Linked DNA regions of Gossypium hirsutum: region 1 is linked to region 2. The links are chromatin contacts, called in public Hi-C maps. All regions are on one chromosome and are shown on one strand. The core of a region is the stretch at or near the end of the contact, and the rest is flanking DNA. Distances in the headings are between cores, read along the strand shown.

The links. Hi-C and Micro-C count contacts between places; a contact is called where the count stands out from the background.
Region 1: a Hi-C map of leaf shows a contact between it and region 2, with 2.6 times the contacts expected there. The contact joins the promoter of LOC107889020 here to the promoter of LOC107889014 in region 2. A contact is called at or near these places in 4 of 34 Hi-C or Micro-C datasets (hypocotyl and leaf).

What each region holds. Positions count from the first base shown.
Region 1 is chrA09:60,727,513-60,730,212 of Gossypium_hirsutum_v2.1, forward strand. LOC107889020 (protein MALE DISCOVERER 2) reads left to right here and starts at 1,259. Exons shown (of 14, transcript XM_016813316.2): 1 at 1,259-1,775; 2 at 2,487-2,700.
Region 2 is chrA09:60,592,431-60,595,148 of Gossypium_hirsutum_v2.1, forward strand. LOC107889014 (triose phosphate/phosphate translocator, chloroplastic) reads right to left here and starts at 1,304. Exons shown (of 12, transcript XM_016813303.2): 1 at 962-1,304; 2 at 804-878; 3 at 585-650; 4 at 86-164. The coding sequence starts at 1,224.

The DNA.
Region 1 (2,700 bases), core at 9-2,508, 140 kb after region 2:
CACGATGTATCATTGTCACAACTCAAGCACGATGTATTTAGAGTGATTGCAATCACTTAATACGATAAAGAAATCAACCCCGGATGGTCCAAAGCGGCGAGTAAAAATCGATTAAAGAATCGAGCACTCACCAAACTAGAGAGGACGTCAACAAAATCATCCCTAAAATCACTTCTAAAACTAAGATTACATGCATAAGCAAGATTAAAAAACGTGCTATAAGAGCAAACAAAATTTTCTAAAACTGAAGATTTATTGAACAACGGAAAAGCAAATAAAAAACATATAAAACTTAAGACAACACAAGTCCAAATCGACACTTGAAATTATTTATTATTCTAAAATACTTTCAAACAGAAACAGATTAAGAAGTTGATGAAGAGCCACCCATTTTCTAAGAAAAATTACTGGTGGCCGGTGGAGTTTTAGTGAACGTAAGCATCATCATCTGTCCATCACAACTTGTGAAGATAAAAAAGATACCCACTGCAAGCTGAAAAGAGAGAAGACGTGTGTGGTGAATGAGAAGAAGAAAAAAATAAATGGTTGATGGGAGAGGAAAAATGAGGGAAATAGCCCGCCCAGAGGCTGGCACCGCTACTGAGTAAAACAAATGGCTTGGAGAAAAAAAGAGAAAATTTTTTAATTGGTTGAAATATTAAATTGGAATATTTTTTCTTAAAAATATATTTCCAATAAAAAATCAATTTCAATATGACAAGTCTAAAAAGTATTTAAAAGAAAAACTCAAATATTTTAATTAAAATAATTATCAACATTAATTGTTTAGACTAACTAATTACATCGTAAAAATATAGGATCAAATTATCTAAAAAAAAGTAGGGACTAAACATTAAATCTGAACATGATAGATGGACTAAAACCAAAATTTGACCTAAAAAATTATATCTTTAAATCATTGTTAGAAAGAGGGACGCACGCAAATCTTGGGCCAGTCAAAGGTTTAACAAAAAAAAAATTAATTAGATAAATTTTTTTTAAAAATAGAAAAAGCGCGTCCGACAATAACGGAAGTGGGGCCCACCACCACCGTTCTTCAAAATAAAAATTTTTAATTTTTGTGGGGGCCACAGTTGACAGTTAGTCATCCCCCTTAATCCTTCCCGCCATTACTTATCAACAACAGTAATTATTACGTATTTTAATTAATTAATTAATCAAAAATAGCAAACGTTAATTAAAAAATTTTTGAGGGGTAAAAAAAAAGGGGTAAAACAGAACACAGCTTGTAGGGGTGGCTGGTGGGGCCCTCAAGCTCCAACTAATGATAGAAATTAAAAATTAAAAATAAAAAAACAAAATTTTTAAAAAAATAAAGAAAAATCTCTGGAATTTTTTTTAAGAAAAAACAAAAACAAAAACAAAAGAAAAAGAATTTTACAACAAAGCCTCCATTGATGAGAAAAAAAGAGCAATGATGGTCGAAGAGAAGGAATTACTGCTCTGAGATCATCCTGGAAAAAAGGGCAGTAATAGAAAAAAATCTGGGTTTTTTGTTTTTTTAATTGTTTTTTATTTATCTAATTTTAATTTCAAAATATATTTTTTTGCATATTTTTTTCTTTGCTGCCTTTTTTTTTTTCTTTTTGAGTTCAAATCTCCCATCAAAAACCTCTTTCTCCACCATTACCTTCCATTTCCCCCTCCCACCTATCAAATACATTTTTCATTTTTTCTGAGAGAATCCCATTATTATCATTGCAACAGCTGCTTCAAACCAGGGATAAAGATTTGATCTTTCTGCACCTTTTATGGTAATTCAACTCTTCATTTTTTTTTTTTAGTTTATATTCAATCATATCTCTACATTGCAATTCTGGGTTTTGAATGTGGTGAAATTGATGTTGCAGTGTTTTTCTTTCCTTTTTTTTCTTTTTGTGTATTGGATTAAGCTTTAATGAGAATTAATAACATGGTGGATTGTTATGATACTTCATTGTAATTCTACGATACGGGTGGTGATGTCGGTATTGCAGTTTTTATTTCATATTGTGGATTGTTACGATACTACATTGCATTTCTACAATATGGGTGGTGAAGTTTGGTACTGTATAGTTTATTATGAATTATGATTAAATTAAGCTAATGGCAACTACGAAGCGTTGCATGGTGATGGCTCATTTCGTCTCTTAATCTGAAAGTCGAGGGCTTGATTCTTGATAGAGGACGTTTCGTGTCAAGCTGTTTCCCCCTTAATGAGAGGATTAGTAATTGCTGCCGGAGGAGGATATTAAGCTATAATGGCAAACCAATGAATTATGAGAATAAGGGATTATTAGGTTGCAAATTTCAAGTGATTTATGTATTTGGGGGTGAAGGGGTTCTTCACCCTTTAAATCTATAGCTTTAGAGAGAGTGTTTGTGTGTCATATATAATTTTGTAGACCCTTTTTTGCCTTTATTAGACTGCTTGCTCTCAAAGTCATTCTCATGTTTTTTGCTTTTGTTTCTTTTCTTTTTTTCAGCTTCTCTGGAGATTGTAAGGAGAAGTCAAGCTTTCAAAAGTTGATAATTAACATGTACATGTTAAGGGTGTTGTAAGATCAAATTTAAAACAGAAAAAATGAGGGATCCCGATATGATGATTGTCACCGAAGGCGGCGAATTTACATTTGTTTGTAGTATATTTTTGTAATAGCATTAAAAAGAGAAAAAAAAAACAAGGATAAAAAAGATTGC
Region 2 (2,718 bases), core at 54-2,553:
TTCTTACAGCAGCTAACACAACTAAAAGATTTGTAAGAAACTACGTTGTAATATTAAGATGATGGGATTTAATTCCTTCACTTACAGCTCGCTTAGGGAGGCCAACGGCCCAGCCGATCAAACAATATATCACCCCAACGAACAAGTGAATAACTGACACAAAACTGCATAAAAAATGGCATCAAACCATTACTATTCAATGGGAAAGAAAAAGTAAAATTCTGGTTTTGGATTCTCTAGTGTAAAATTTTGAAATTTAATCTCTATACTTATAATTTCACATAATTTGATCCTCTCCAATATTATTAGCAGGTCTAAATTGATAATGCTGGTAACTGCGGCCGTAAACGTGAAATTCACGAATCTGCTAAAACTATTAACCCCGTTATTAATCAACCATTAAGACATTAAAAACTGCAATTAACAGTATTATTTGGACCTACAAATAATATTATAAAAGTAAAGGCATTATTCCACGTTAAAGTTGAGTTAGTAGATGGACTAAAACTAAGATTAGACCAAATGATAAGTTAAAAATTCCCCAAAAAAACAAGAAAAATGATATAAAAACTCCAATTACTTACTAGGGATAAGGGAAGTAATTGTAGATCTTCTTGTTGAGAATGTTAAAGATTACATTTAAGAAGTACCTGGAAGGATAAAAAATAGAATTAAAACACGATGTTGTAAATTGAAATTTAAAAAAAAAATTGAAGTAAATTTGACTGTTGACCGAATCTTAACCACGGTTCAAACCGCCGAACATTTGACGGCTAAACACGCCGACCGGTTTTTTTACCTACCACATGAAGAAGAAGAAGCCAGTAACAAGAGCGGGATACTTTTGGAAGAATCCAACCGGAGCGATCTCAGCGTCCCTGCAATATCACCGAATCAGTGAGTCAGAGAACTAAGGCGTGGACGAGTTTGACCGAGTCAGAACGGAGGAAACGGACCTCACCCGGCGGAATCGCTTCCTCCCCCGGCCGCCGACGACGCGGAAGCTAGAACCGGCTTCAAAATCTCCCGTTTATTGACCGGCGAGATCTCGAGCAACAGCGACGGCCTTAGCTGTCTCCCCCATATCACGTTCCCGCCTTCTCCGACGGCTCCGATAGGCTTAGCCGAAGCAAACGAAACACTGAGAGAGTCTCGCGAAAGCTTCGGCCTGATCTGAGGCAAGCCGGCGATGGTGGAAGCGCGTGACAACAACCGCGACTCCATTGTTACTGAGAGGAAGAGAGAATCAAATGGCTATCCCCTTAGATAAGAGTGAGCTCTTTAATGGAGGGAAAAGAATTAAGAAATTAACAGATTTTTCATTTTCTATATTTATTTTGGTTTATTTCTAAGTTTAGTCCTTATACTATTCTAAAATTTGATATTTAATCATTTTATTTTAATTTGATATAATTTATTATTGGTGTAGGGTTGAGCAAATTTTTTTATTTCGAGAAATCAAAAACCAATTTAAATCATACCACAAATTAACAAACTATCATTACTCCAACTAAATCAATTTTTATTTTATTTCATTTATAATTAATTTTAATTTTTATGATGTAAAAATAAAAATTGTAAGGTTCAGTTGACATTTTTTCTGTGATAACAATAAGAAAGATATGAATTTAAGAGCGTTTAAACACATGTTATTTATTATGGGTGTGTTATAGGCAATAGTAGTAATTTTTTATATTTTTTATTTAAAATAGTAAAAACAACATAAAAATGCTATGTGTTTGTTTTCAAAAATAATATATTTTATATGAAAATTTATTTTTAAAAAATATTAATAAAAAATTCTTAAAATTTTATTAAATAATTTTCACAACTCATAAAACAAAGTTCATTTTGTCAATATAAAGTCTAAAACTCAAAATTAGTATGTAAAAATCGAGAAATAAATTGAAGTATCACAACCAATTTAAACAAATTGATCAAATCGAATCGAACTCAACCCTAATTGTTTAAACATGTGACAAGATTCCACGTGACTTACTGGTAGTGTGGTCGAGTAACAATAAAAAAAACAATCATGTTATCACTTTAATTACAACAACTAATTGTGTATTTTATATATTAAAAAAAAAGAAATCAAATTATGTCGAATTAAGGTAAAAGATTAATCTCAAAAAAATTAACATAGTCAAGGGACTAAAACCAGAATTACACCTTTCTTTTTTTTGTTTTTAAAATTATCGATTAATTCTATTTTATTGGTCCTCGATTCTCAAAAAAAATTACGTCGTTTTGGTCGCCTGCGGCAAGGTACAGGCGAATACGCTGTATACTCTGGCTTTTTGACGTATAATAAAGATCAGAAACCGAGGAGATTATTAATCAACGGTGGAGAAAGCATTGAAATAGAAATGAAGAGATTGAGATGTGGGGCCAGATCTTATCCCCTGTGTATGGCTGGTGAAGACAGATATCTCGTCCAATTGTTTACGAGTGGCTTCTATTTTGCCTTGTTTTTGCAAATATCCTTATCGTCTCCCATCCCCTTTCCATTATTTGCTTGAAAGTAAATGTTTACAATTCCACTTTTAGTCCCTCTATGATGCTTACTCTTATATTTTAATCAATCTATTTTAATTCGATACAATTTAATGCTCTATTTTTGGTTCAAATGGATATCATCATATGTTGCTACCCTTAAAAATGATAACATGAATTTCTATTAGTGTTATTTGGTCATAGACAAGGTCAATCAGTAAT